Linked DNA regions of Mus musculus: all the other regions are linked to region 1. A link is a contact called in public HiChIP or PLAC-seq and promoter capture Hi-C data. All regions are on one chromosome and are shown on one strand. Each heading gives the region's core, a stretch centred on a gene start, on an enhancer-like site or on the middle of the called end of the contact. The rest is flanking DNA. Distances are from core to core; before and after follow the strand shown.

What was found. Promoter capture Hi-C pulls out the DNA fragments that hold promoters and counts their contacts. HiChIP or PLAC-seq counts read pairs in DNA pulled down with a chosen protein or histone mark.
Region 2: a contact with region 1 is called in a promoter capture Hi-C map of liver, with 4 times the contacts expected there. The contact joins the promoter of Pik3c2b here to the promoter of Adipor1 in region 1. A contact is called at or near these places in 4 of 39 promoter capture datasets (HPC-7-derived erythroid cells, hippocampal neurons, liver and 1 more) and 1 of 115 datasets of contacts at active chromatin or transcription factors (astrocytes).
Region 3: a contact with region 1 is called in a promoter capture Hi-C map of cranial neural crest. The contact joins the promoter of Etnk2 here to the promoter of Adipor1 in region 1. A contact is called at or near these places in 4 of 39 promoter capture datasets (cranial neural crest, hippocampal neurons, liver and 1 more) and 1 of 484 Hi-C or Micro-C datasets (B cells).
Region 4: a FOXA1 HiChIP or PLAC-seq map of pancreatic cancer cells shows a contact between it and region 1. The contact joins the promoter of Kif21b here to the promoter of Adipor1 in region 1. A contact is called at or near these places in 1 of 39 promoter capture datasets (the HPC-7 cell line), 1 of 484 Hi-C or Micro-C datasets (rod photoreceptor) and 1 of 115 datasets of contacts at active chromatin or transcription factors (pancreatic cancer cells).

The regions. Positions count from the first base shown.
Region 1 is chr1:134,413,749-134,417,073 of GRCm38.p6, forward strand. Adipor1 (adiponectin receptor 1) reads left to right here and starts at 1,630. Exons shown (of 8, transcript NM_028320.4): 1 at 1,630-1,837.
Region 2 is chr1:133,044,301-133,047,757 of GRCm38.p6, forward strand. It overlaps Pik3c2b (phosphatidylinositol-4-phosphate 3-kinase catalytic subunit type 2 beta), which reads left to right and starts at 1,712. Exons shown (of 33, transcript NM_001099276.2): 1 at 1,712-2,123.
Region 3 is chr1:133,361,989-133,365,312 of GRCm38.p6, forward strand. It overlaps Etnk2 (ethanolamine kinase 2), which reads left to right and starts at 1,584. Exons shown (of 8, transcript NM_175443.5): 1 at 1,584-2,030. The coding sequence starts at 1,776.
Region 4 is chr1:136,130,010-136,133,319 of GRCm38.p6, forward strand. It overlaps Kif21b (kinesin family member 21B), which reads left to right and starts at 1,381. Exons shown (of 35, transcript NM_001039472.2): 1 at 1,381-1,753. The coding sequence starts at 1,713. It overlaps Gm15850 (predicted gene 15850), which reads right to left and starts at 1,174. Exons shown (of 3, transcript NR_046170.1): 1 at 1,012-1,174.

The sequences.
Region 1 (3,325 bases), core at 380-2,879:
CTATCTTGAAAAAAACAAAAGATTTTTAAAAACAAATAATTTAACACTTAAAGGGGGAGCAGCCGGGCGTGGTGGCACACACCTTTAATCCTAGCAGGAGGCAGAAGCAGGCAGATTTCTGAGTTTGAGGCCAGCCTGGTCTACAAAGTGAGTTCCAGGACAGCCAGGGCTACGCAGAGAAACCCTGTCTTGAAGAAAAATAAAGTTTCCAGATTTTGTTTTGTACAGCAGGTAATTTATTATTATTATTTTTATTAAAATATAGGTTTCTAGTCAACTGTTTTTTTTAAAGATTTATTTATTTATTTTATGTATATGAGTATACCATTGCTCTCTTCAGACACACCAGAAGAGGGCATTAGATCCAATTAAGATGGTTATGAGCCACCATGTGGGTGGCTGGGAATTGAACTCTGGACCTCTGGAAGAACAGTGGGTGTTCTTAACTGCTGAGCCATCTCTCCAGCCCCAGGTAATATATTAACAATAGCTAGTTGTTATGAAACTCTATCCATTTGCCAGGCATCATGCAGACACTGCCTTAGTCCTGACAGACCTGAAAGTAGCACCTGAAATGTCCTTAGTCCTGACAGACCTGAAAGTAGCATCATTTCCCTTCGTTTTCAAGGTTAAGTAGTGATTTGGAAGGACTCAGTAATGTGTAAAGATCGGCTGGCTTGGGAAGGAAACTGGATCTACAAGAACCCAGAGTCTATGCTTTTAACCAGAACAAAGTTGACTTCACTCTCCTGGGGCATCCATCTAGCATTTGGTCACCTTTTCTTGCATTTAGAGCAGTAACAGCTGTGCATCGTTTTTTGGAGTATAAGAAAATGAACACTCCCAAAATACTATATTGTGTGGTTCAGTTCCGGCAGAGAAGCACACTATATTGTCTTCTAAGATGTGCCCTCTGGGTCACATGGGAACATGGACTGGCACAGAAAATTGTCAAGCTAGGCTTGTTTGAAATAACTTCTCCCTTTCTGATAAATAACAGGAACCAAAAGTTAAATCAGTTGAGTGAATAGATTCATGGTAGTCGTTCCATACATAGCATACCAGAAGAAGAGAGGGAGGGATTTGGAAAATGGATATAGAAATAGTTTCGGAGCTGTATGGTAGCCCACATTTGAAATCCTAGCATTTGAAAGGCTGAGATAGGATGGCCTCGAGTACAAGGCTCACCTGGGTTGCACAATTAAACCCTTTCTCAAACAAAAATAAAAGTGTGGGTTGGCGTTGTTTAATCCTGCCACTAGGGAGGCGAATCTACAGGGCGAATTCGGGACAGCCAGGGCTACACGGAGAATCCGTGTCTTGGAAAAAGGGGGGAAAAAGTGTTTCTGTACTAGAGATATAGTGGCTTGCCTAGAGGTACAATTCCCAGTACTAAGAGAAGGAAAAAAAAAGTGTTTCGGAGCTGAAAAGCGAGGCCGTGGGGTGGGAAACTAAGATTGCCTTCCCAGCTCCCTACTCCCAGCTCCCTACTCCCCTACACGCGCCCGTCGTAGGCCGGGAGAAGAGGCTTTTGCAGTCCGCCAGTGTAGGGCCAAGCTGGGACAGCCAGAGCCAGCGATTGGTCAGATCAGGGGCGGGGCGGGGCGAGCCTGAGCGCGCCCTGATGATTGGCACGCGCAGGAATGCCTGGATCGGAGCGGGTGAGGTAGCGCCGGGAAGGTGACGCGGCTGCGGAGGTGACGCCGTGCGGTCGCGCGGCCCTTCCGGCGCGGGCAGGGCGCTGAGGATCGGGCGCCCCTCGGCCGCAGGCCGCCTCCAGTGCCGCGGGATGTAGCGCCCGGGCCCGCGGCCCCCAGCAGAGGCAGCCAGCCAGGCCGTAAGTGTCCCGGGGGTGGGCGGGGCGCGGGCCCTGCAGGCTCTGGAGGGGACAGCACGGGAGTGGCCCGCCCCTGGATCGTCGCTCACCGCCCGGCCCTCCGAAAGGTCCTCCGTAAACATTTCCGGCCCCTCCCACCGCGCACCGCCTCCGTTCGGGGGGCTGCTCGCCGCCGTCGGGGCCCGGCAGTCCGCGAGTGCTGTCTCCGCAGCCGCGCGGTAGACGGCCGCGTTCCAGCCCTGCTGGCGACCCCCGGAGTTGAGCCTGCGAGTTGGGTGCGGGAACACCGGCCCTGGGTGGCCGGGAACCCTAAGGCCACCACCGCGATCCGCAGGTCAAACGTGACGGGGCTCCCTCCTGGATAGGGTCGGTCGGGAAGTTGATGGAGACTCGACAGGCCTAAGGTACTACTCAACTAGAATGTAAACAAGATGCCGAAGTGTTGGGAAGGGCCAGATTTCATCTCAGAAATCTAGGGTTGATGGATGCTGGTTTGTTTGAGAATTTGAGTCTCGCACTTGCTTTTAAGAAAATAAAGTGGCTCGCCGTCAGTTTCTGGCGGTTCGTAGTTGAAGAAGCTGGACAAATTTCAGTTTACATAGTTTCAGATGTCAGCGGAGCACTAAGAGACCATGGGATCTTCTATAATAATAATCTGATTATTTCCCTCGGGTCTTTAGCAGACAGACCAGAAAACCCAGCAGTTAAGTTGTGTGGTAAATCAAACGAAGATGGCAATAGGTGGTTCTTTGCAGAACCAAAGCCATGTTGGGATGTGCTCACTGCTTTTTTTTTTTTTCCTTTTGATAATGCAGGGCAGGCTGTGATGGTGCAGTCGCAGTTCCTGAGAGTTTATAGCATCAGTCCACTGCCAGGAACTCAGTCAGATAGGATGGCGCTAAGTGGATTGCAATGTCAGGGTTCCCGGCCTGCAGCCACTGCATTTCTTTATTACAGAAGTAGTTTTTGTGTCCATTTTTTGTGAAAGGTCTTTGAGAAGTCAGTCTTCAAAAGCTGGTGTTATTAGTGAAGTATTAGACATTGGTGTGGGCCTTCAAACACTGCACCTACTCCCGCAGGGTAATCTCCGCTGGGGTGTTCACAGTAGCCCAGAAACGACAAGATTTTTGAGAAAGAAGTAAATGAGTGGCTTTACCCGTGTGAAAGATAAATTAAGGAAGCAGCCTTAATTTCATAGCCTCTGCGCCTCCCTCCCCTCACTCCACCCCCCCCCCCTCACGGCAGGAGGAGGGGAGCGGTCAGCACCTTAAAATGAATGGTAGGCTAAGTTGTGTCACTTCAGAGTGACCTCATTTTCTTAAGCTTCCTGATGGAAAGTGCATTATTCGATGCTCTGGGTAGCCATGCTACCATGTAAACCGCTGTTTACACAACTGTACCCCTGGAATGCCCTGCCTCAGATGTCCATGCCTATCAAATCTTAAGATCTACGAAGTTTTGATCATCTCTACTAAAGTGAAGTTTTTC
Region 2 (3,457 bases), core at 462-2,961, 1.4 Mb before region 1:
CCAAATCCATTTGCCAGTGAGTCTCTCCAGGCAACTTTGTCTCGCATGCTTTGGGCCATCTCCTTTCCTCTTTGGGACAGTTTGCATTTTCACCCCTTTGCTCCCTGGTCTTACCTCTCAGCATAGGAACACATTTCTTTCTTGTCTTAAAAGAAAACCAAGCCAAGGGTGTTGGCTCAGCACTTAGGAGAAAGAGGCAGTACAATCATGAATTTGAAGCCAGCCTGGGCTACATATCAAGTTCAAATGGCAGCCTCAGCTACATGGGAAAACCTGTGCCAAACAACACTTCCATACCTGATCTTTCATGCTCCTTTGTATTCCTCCTCTAGTTGTTAAGCTTCTAGAACGAGTCTTTCACCATCAAGCCACCGGAACCTGATTTAGCTCTCACAGGCTTCTTTTTCTCTTCACTCACCTAGTGATGCCCATGAGGTTTCTATCTAACCGTTCCATTTCATCCTCGATGAAAACAAAACAATATTCTCCCTCAAATACTTTAGAATTGTGAACTCGACTTTTTGGGGGTGGGGGTTAAGATTGAATTTATTTTTAGATTCTGTATATGCTTGTGGGGGTGTGCACATGCATATGGATGCCTGCAGAGGCCAGGAGAAAAAGCAGCAGCTCTCCTGGAGTTACACACCACACCCGTTGGGGTGCTTCTGCCTCCCAGGTGCTGATTGAGGACCTGGCTTAGGGACTCCCCTTTTGTACTGCTTTTCTCCACCACAGGACTTCCTCTAGTTGTTCAAATCCTCATTCTACTAGACAGCTCTCCTCTTTGTGAGCTCTCCCCAGTTTCTACCTCTACCAACCTAGGAAGGCTTTAGCCCTTGTCTCCTGGAAAACTGCTCCGGTTTCTTACAGAGTTTCATGCAAATAAGGGGGCGGGATCAAAGGCCCCATGTGTTTTATAAAGACCTTTCTGACTTTGATAGACTGAAATGGTAGTATCTTAAATATTTCCTTGGGGCAAGGCAAGGGATGCTTAACAGATGTTTCCATAGAAGCCTTAGCTAGAGAGCAGAGGGCATGGGAGCTGAGACACCTTCTCCCACCAAGGCTTGAAGGGGTACTGAGGAAGAAGGCTGAATCCCAGTGTGACTGGCAAAGAAAGGAAGATAGCAAAGAACAAGTTCCTGGTTGAAGAAAGTGTACTTGGAGATCCGAGACCCTAGTTATTATGCAAACGGAGCTGGCCAGTACTGGGTAGAGCCCTTAGGAAAATGCTTGACACAGGTGCTTTAAGGGAGGTGCCCGGAGAAAATAACACAGTTTCAAAGTTTGCTTCCTACCTTAATAGGGTTGGAGGCTTCTCTACTTCTCCTCCCCACTCAGGTTGGAAGACCGCCCTTGAGCAAACGGGAGAGAAAAGTGCCAACACAGCCTCCCCCACGAAGGTGGTAGTTCTTTAGAGCATCCCTATCATGCATAATTATGAGAGGAAATTTTCGAACGGATAACTGAACGCCCAGCCCGTGTCGCTTCCAATAAGGTGATCTGGCTTGTTTCACCTGACCCAGAGCAAGGGGTTCCAGCCTGGAAAACGACGACAATCTGCCAGCGGGAAGTGGGATTGCTGGCCCCCGGGGTCTGCTCAGGACGCCGCACACGGTGCGGAGGCGGGAGCGGGAGGGGGAGGGGAGGGGGAGAGGAAGAGGGGAGGGAGGGGGCCCGTGTTCCCGCCGCCCCGCCCTCTGGCTCCCGCGACTAGGCGATTCGGCGTTGCGGCTGTTGCCGGCGGCCTGGGCCGCGGTCCTGGCAGGAGCCGGTGAGCCTCGCGCGCCGTGCAGTGCGCCGGCTGTCCGGGAGATGGCTTCTCCCCGCTCGCTCGCCGTTCGCGCTATTGTCTCACCCGGGGCTGCCTGACTGCGAGCTCGTGCACGCTCCCGGCAGACAGCACCGGGCCCGGGCCCGGCCCCCACGCCCGTCGCTTGCCCGTGTGTCTCCTGCTGCGGGGATCCCAGTGCCCGCGCGGTGCGAGCGAAGGGAGCAGGCGACACTGAACATCACGCGGGGGCTGGAGCCGCCTGGATCTTCCGAGCGAGCCGGGTCGGCGGAGCCCTAGACACCCAGCCACGACAGTCAGGGTGTCGCGGCAGAACCCGCGGCCAGCGCAGGTAGGAAGAGCACGCGGCGGGGAGGACGACCCCGGGGCTGCGGAGCGCCCTCTTAGTCGGGGCGACGTGGGCAGAGCTCCCGCCCCGAAGCGCCAGCGCCGGGGCCAACAATGGCAGGGCCGAGAGCCCAGCCGGGTCCTCCGAGCACTGCAGGTTGCTCGCCCCCGCCCCACGGCTCGCCCGCGACTCGCGGCCTCGCCGGGCTTGCACCCGCCTCCTCCTCCGGAACACACTTCCCGGGTGCAGCTGCAAGACGAGCTGGGACCAGGGGACCGCTTTGGAGTCGATTTGTTTATTAGTTTGTTTAAGAGCAAAACCTGTCCTGGAGTGGGGGGTGGTGGGAGTGGTGCCTTCCTGTGCAGCGGGAGTGAGAAGTCAGCGTCCAACCTCGGGACGGTACACATTTTCGGCCAGGCGGAGGGTAGGGTTGGCCTTATAAGGATACTGCAAAAGCAGAAGACTGAAAGCTTGCAGGAGAGACTAGGACCTTCAGGCCCGAGTCCCCGGCCCTCCGGGAAAGTGCTCCTCTCCTGGGCAGTACTTGCCCCTCATTTTTCAGTTTTACACAGCTGCAGCTTTGGTGCGATGATAGAAGCTGGAAGCCCCAGCAAAACTGCCAAGCTGGGGTGGGTGGGGTGAAAAGTCCAGGGGCTTGGCAGGCTTCTGGGGTGTGGAAAGAGGTTACCAAATGTATGAGGTTAGTGCATTCACCCTTGTTGTGCAGAGGTTGAAGTGTCTAAACTCTGCCATTGCTCCTTCAGGCTAACCTGGCCCTACATCTCACCTCCCTTTAGGTATCTTTGTGGTTTCCCAGTCCCAGCCCACCAGTCATATTTAGGGTGAAAGTCCTATTGTCTCTGGTTGCCCTGGTGTTTTTATTCAACTTGGTCAGAGAGTTCTGCAGCCTGGACTGATAGACCCTAGCAGGCCTTTGATTCCTTAGCGGCTGGCAAGCTACCTGGGCTACAGAAGTGGGCTGATACAGCCCCTCCTTTCTCTAAACTACCTGCTTGTCTGGGACATGGCCAAGCAGATGTAAGCAATTTGCACTGAATTCCAGCCCCAAACCAGCCCTGAATGAAAACTTACTCGATTTGCTCCCACTAGGCCTTGGAAAGAGATTCAGGAGAGAAATGGCAACCCTGACACACAAATAGCCTCCCTCTTTCCAGCTGCAGCTCCTGGAGCCCAGTCAGCGAGCCTGACGCTCCTTCAGAGCCTGGTAGTCCCATTCGGGGCTGTGTCCGTGGAAAAATTCAGTCGAGGCACATTTTATAGCCCTGCCTGACGGCCTGCAGTGTCTGAGGAGACGGTGGCTTTGAACAAGAGCCCTG
Region 3 (3,324 bases), core at 334-2,833, 1.1 Mb before region 1:
AGAGTGTATAGCTTAGGGGATAAGAAAGCAGGCATCAACCTGTATTCCCTCATCCCTCTTTGACCCCTCCTCCCCCAAAAGCAAGGTACTGAGTGTCCCAACCAAGCGCTTGGTATCTGTAGGATTTCACTCTCCTAAGGTTAAGGACCCAGGGCTTCTCTGAGGTGATATTTGTATAGCGGGAGCTGCTTTCAGGGTGCTGGCACAGAGCTGAGAAAGCGAGTCTGGACTCCCACTGATTGTGTTCCCTTGTGCCGCAAGGTTTGCTTTGCCTATTGCAAAAGAAAGAGCTGGAGGCAATGTCCTTTCCAGTTCTGGCATCCTGGGACATCATGACCTCAAGTAGGTGGTCCCTCCCTACCATCTGCTACAATGTCCAGTACAGTGGCTGCATGCTGTTGTTTGTATGCGTATAAAGATTAAAGTTACACAAAATGTCACACTGGCCACATTTCAAGGGCTGAGTAGCCACGTGAGGCTAGTGGCCCCTGCAAGAGGCACCAGCACAGAAACTGGACCAGAAGACCTGGGTGCAAAGCAGCAAGAACCAAAAGGCCTCGTGGTGGAGATGTTCCTGAGTAGGTCGGAGGGACAACCTTGGGGACACAGAAACACATCTATTTTGTAGGCATTTTTCAAGTAGGGCAGTATGAGGTGATAAGAAATGAGGTCCCAAGGCAAGCCCAGGTCTCTCTATGCTAGAGAGCTGGCAGCTAACTGGTCTCACTCTGGAAGTGACCAGGGGAATATATGACTAAGGGACGGGCTTTCCAAGGGCTGGCCTGGCCTCTTTCCATGTGTCTTCTCTGTACAGTAAGTCTGCCAGGGGACTTATCCCTTCCCCTTGTCATGCTACATACACATAGATCCCTAGGTTGTACTATGGCCTTTGATCACCTCTTTGCTCAACAAAACACTGAGCTCCGGGCACCTGTGCGACCACTATCTATGCCCAGTCAGCCTTGCAGGACAGGGAGGAAGGCTTAAGGATTATTTAGTGAGCCAAACTCAGTCTTGCTCAAAGTCCTGGCTTACAATGTGCTTGTACACTCATAAAAGTACCCTGGAACATTCTATCAGAGTCCAGTCTGCCTATGGGACACTCACCCTGAACCATCACCATGCTGTTCTCCATCGAAGGTGTGTGTGTGTGTGTGTGTGTGTGTGTGTGGTGCTGAATGATGCCTAGAAGGCCTTAGAAACGCAGCCCAACCTTTCCCAAGAGATTTAATGGCAAGCCGAAGCCCACACTATAGGAGCATCCGATCTCCACGTTCCAGGATGAGGTTGGGACAAAGACAAGCTCTTCCCTCCTTAGCCCCAGCCCCTTACCCTAGACTACCCGGAAAAGAGCTCTTTAGCTGTGGGCTCCAGTGGGAAACTGGTCAACCAGTACTAGGATACTGGAGCAGGGATCTGGGGCGGGGCCTGGGGAGGCTCCGCCCTTTGCGTCATTAAGGCGGGGCATCCCCCACCCAGAGCTCCAGGTAGCGGTGGAGCCAGCAACGGGAGATGGCGGGCTGCACTCGCCCGGAGGCGGGGGCGGGGCGGGCAAGGGGCGTTACTGCGACCCATGATGTCACTGTCGCGGCGGACCTTGGCGATTCCCGGCCAGCTGTGTTGCTCGGTTGCATCGCCGGAGATTGGAACAGGCAGCTCGCTCATGAGTCATGGACTTCCCCTGGCCCCTCCTCGACCACTCCCACTCTCTCTCAGGGCCCCCCCGTAGGGGCTAACGCGGGCGCGGCGGCTCCGAGGGGGTGGGGCTGCTGGGAATGGCTGTGCCCCCTTCAGCTCCAGTGCCGTGCTCGCCCTTTTACCTGCGGAGGCAGGAGCCTTGCCCGCAGTGCTCATGGAGCATGGAGGAGAAGGCGGTGGCCAGCGCCGGCTGCTGGGAGCCTCCAGGGCCCCCGAGGGCCGCCGTCCCATGCTTCAGCGTCACGGTGGAACAGGACGACATCCTCCCCGGTGCCCTGCGCCTCATTCGGGAGCTGCGGCCGCACTGGAAGCCCGAACAAGTTCGGACCAAGGTAGCCGAGAGGGCGTGAGGCCGGGGATGGGGCGCTGCCGGGCTGCAGAGGGGCTGCGTGGACGCCCGTCAGTGCATCCTCCAAGTGCGGGTTCCAGGGTTTTGCGGCTGTTGCGCAGGAGATGTTTTGGACCGTGGTTTGAATATGTGTGTAACTCTCCATTTCTCTTTGATCCCTATGCAAAGCTGGGCTCACGCTTCCCTGGACCCTCCCCATTCGCCTGCTCCTGCCGCCGGAGGTCCACCTGCCCACTGTCAGCGTGCTGCGCGTGCAGCCCCACCCCCTGTCGCTGCGTGCTTGTCCCCTAGTTGCTCAGAAGTGCTACCCAGCCACTCTGACAACCCGAGGAAGCACGAACTTTTAAGGAAACCTCCCCCTACACCCATGCTGTTCCTTCGCCCTAACTTGAGATCCAAGCCTCGGGGATCTGAGCATTCCTTGTGGCCCCAGGAGCCAGCCCTGTGCAATTCAGAATTCCAGCTAAGCCCTGAGACCTTCTTCACGTGGCCTCAGGCTAGCTCTGAGCAACGCCCCTTTTGACCCCCACTCCATTTTCTTCCCACCTCAGCTGAATACTTTGTCCCACACACACACCTGTGGGCAGAACTGCCCACTGCGAGCCCCTAGCTTACTCCCTCCCTCGCTGTCCTGCATTCTCTTAAAAACCTACCCAGCCCTACACCCCTGACAGCCTGCTTTGGAGGGTTCGGGCCCCATGTCATTGGCCTTCTGAGTATGGAAGGGGCAGCTCTAAGGAGAATCTGGGCTGAATGTGGTAACATTTTCAGAAGACCTGGTCAGGAACAGACAGTGAAGGCATCAAGCCATATTTGAGATTAAACCCAGCACTGCATACCAGATGCTAATCTGGACCCCCACTAGGCCTGTCGTCTCACCTAGAAGGGGTGGGTCCCCTGAAGTCCCATCCAGCTCTGCCCCATAGCGCCCATAAACCTTTAGTTCAGGGTTCCTCCCTCCTTATCACCCTGCCCAGAGAGTCTGGGCTCCCACTCATATTGTCTCCTGTTCCTCCTGGTGTGGAATTCAGAGATTCAAGGACCTCTGGCCACCAAAGCCCTGGGAAGAGTGCCAACTTCAGTACCCTCCTTGTCTCTCTGCCACTGGATAGAGCAGGAGATACAGCTCTGAGAGCCCTTGCCTGCCTTAATGAGAGGCAGCTGATCAGGGTGTCTGTCTGGGCAATTTCTAGCCCTCCCTGGCTACATTCTTGCCTGCAGTGGGGTTCTTTCAGGGCCAGGATGGAGAAAGGAGGGGAGGGCCTCTCTCCAGCGCC
Region 4 (3,310 bases), core at 131-2,630, 1.7 Mb after region 1:
ACCCCTTACACACCACCATCACCACTACCTCTCTGGGGCTCTGGCTCTCCTCCTGTTTGCTACGAGGGTAGGAAGAATGAGCTGACCTAACTTTCACATTTTCCCTTAAAACTATTCCAAACAGGCACCTGGGTTCCCGAGTGGAGCAGTCACAGATGGGGGTGGGGAGTGGGGAATGATGGCACCAAGAAGTGGATCCTCAGGACCCTAACGTACATCCCAGCCAAGACGTCTCACAGGGTTTCATCATCTGAGGCTGATGCAAGAAGCTTGGAGCCAGACTCCCCTGCCTCCCCTCCCCCAGAGGTCTCCATCCACATCTTGAGCTGCAGCTGGGTCCTCCTCTTGGGCCTTTTCCAGAGGAAGGAGCTGGGTGAAGCCTGGGAAGGGAGGGCAGCTGGTGAGGGGCCCTGTGAATGGTCCTAATGTTGGTTGTTGGGGGGCAGGGAGAAGAGTGGGGCTGGGAGGGTGCAGGGGTGAACTGGAATGGGACTTGACTTCACATTACTGGTCTCCTTTCTCATAGCCCTGTGTTGAAAAGTCTCCTGGGCTAATCCTTTATATACATTTCTGATGGCAGCGCTGGCCTCCTTTGCCTTCTAGCTTCTCCCAGGTATCTGGAGTCAAGTGCTTCTTTGTTCCTACTACTTCCCAGGCAGATCTGGCCTCCCACATCGACTCCCCCACACACAACCCGCCCCCCCCCCCCACTGTCACAAAGAGTGTGAACCAGGCCCTGTGGGTCATAAAGGTTAGTGGGACCCTGGTTTAGTGAGGAGAACCTGAGCCAGTCAGCCATCAAAGCAAACTATGAGCTTAAAGATGTTGCAGAGTGGAGGTGGGGAAATTTACTTCCACATCAACAAGAATCCCCTTCAATAAAGGTTGGCGGATTTACCGAAATAAATGCAGAAGGGACACTTCGCTGACTCTTTCAAATTGCAAATTGCTCATCTCTATGAGATGCTTTGAGGTGCAGCACACCGCCCAGCCCAGAGACCAGGTTCTTACCCATGCCTAGCCACAGACTCGCTGTATGACCTTGGGGTGTTCCTCTTTGAGTCCCGTTCCTCATTTAGGAAAGGAAGATCCCACTGAGACTGAGGTACCATGACTTCGAGGGCCGTGGTTCCCGAATGGTCAACTTCCCAGGGACGAGTCCATCATGCCACTCCCGCTTTCACTCCCAAGCCCTCCAATCCTACCCCGCCCCTCCCAGCCACCCGATGGACGGGAGCCAAGAGGTCTCTTTAAAGGCTCAAGTCCCGCCTCTGCTGCTCGTTGGGGCCTTCTATTGGCGGCCTCTGGGAGGGGCGGGGCCCTGCGCGGCTCTGAGGGGCTGGGGGTGGGTCCTGAGGTGGCTCGGCCCCCGCCCCCTTTGTTCGCGCTGCGGCGGGAGGTGGCGGTCCGGGTGGGAGGTGTGTGCGCGCGCGTGTGCCGCGCTGTAGGGAGCTGCGGGTCTCACTGCCCGCTGTCAACGAGCTCAGCACCTCCGCGCGATGGCTGGAGGAGACGCATGGGACCAGCCCCGTGGGGCCGGCCGCGGCTGAGCCCCTCTGCCGCCTCCTGCGAGCATGTCACCTCCAGCCTACGAGGTCGCTTTCGCTAGCAGGGTCCCTGCCTCCGCCTTCTGCAGCCGCAGCCGCTGCCTGGAGCAGTGGCCCCCGGACCCCCGCCCCTGATCCGCGCCCAGACCCTGGTGCCGGAGGACCATGGCTGGCCAGGGCGACTGCTGCGTCAAAGTGGCCGTCAGGTAAGGGTCGATGGCGGGGAAGGGGCGTGCGAGGAGGGGTTCGAGCTTTGTCTCGCGTGTTCTCGGGCGGGGGGCGCGGGCACCGCTCGAGCTGGAGTCTGCAGTCCAGGAGGAGGGGCCGACGCGCGCTGGCCCGGCTGCCGCAGGGGAGCGGCGGCCCAGCGGACTGATGGAAGGTGGCTTTGTTTGGGTGGTAATTTCTGGCCCCTCTTGGGAGCACTTAATGATCAGAAAATCGAATAAACAAGGAAATCCGGTATTTCACACCCAGCTTTGGCCCAGGCCGGAGCGTCTGTGTGTTTCCTCTTGTCCTCCCCATGAGGCTGCTGTCTCATTCTGGGGTATAGGAGGGAATCCCCCCTCCCCCCATCTACCCCAGTTAGCCAGTTCTACGCTCTTGATCCAGCTCACCATCCTGGGAGCGGATACAACAGACAAAGATCGGTTGTGGGACCCATGAAAGGGTTGGAATGGTGCCTTGGCTTTCCACGGGGTGCCAATGGCTTTTGGAGAAAGCCCTGCTGGTCCTGCCCCAAGAGGAGATGGTGCTAGGGAGGAAGAAAAAGGTGTATCCGAGGGACTAATCCAGAAGGGGTGAAAGGGGTGACAGGACCCTAATGCTACATTCACAGGCACAAAGGTGAAACTGAGCAGGGGGGAAGGGCCCCTAGATTTATCTGGATTCCCATTCCCGATATCTGTAGGTATTAGAAGTAATCTGGCAGACATTAAGAGGAAAGAGGACGGGACTTAGTGGGTTCTTTTCCTAGGGGCACACAGGTGCAGGGACAGGAAATGCTACAAAGTTGAACTCTCTGTTCTTTGCAGAGAGTGAAGATGCCTCCCACCAGCTCTCCCGACTGTGTTTTGTGGTCTTCTCTTTAAGAAGAACATAGTGGGAGAGTAGCAATGTGAGTGAGCTGGTCACCAACTCACAGATGCACTGAGGAACATACATCTCTGGTTCTGGCCTTATAGAGTGGGGGAGGGGAGCAGTCAAATTCTAGGGTAGGTCCTTGAGACAAGTGTTCAAATCCCCTGGGTCAGAGATGACCCAGATTCCAGGGATCCTGGGAAGAAGCTCATAGACAAGATGAGAGAAATCGATGAGATAGGTTCTCTCTTCCTGCCCCAGAGCAGATGCCCACCCCCCAACTCTGTATAATCCAGAGAGAAGGCACGGAGGCTTAGTATATAATAGCTCAGGTGCTGAGGGAGGGAGATTGAGGGCTGCTGGTCCAGCAGCTCCTACAGCAGTCAGAACACCACCCGTGCACACACTCTGCCTGGCACTGAACAGCCTGAGACAAAGAGGAGCCCTGCAGGTGTCTGGTGGGCTGGTGGGGCGGAGCCAGGCTGCCACTGAAGCTGACATTGCAGCAGGAACCTTTGGAGGTCGAGGGAAGGGGAGCACGCATGGGCCGGGTGGGAGTGAGACATGTCAATATGGCATCTACAGCAGATGGGGAGAGGGGAGCTACCTGCCGTAAAAAGAAAATGGAAGCCCAACCTCCAACCAGTGTGAACCTGGACTGACAGGACAGGAGACGGGGTGCT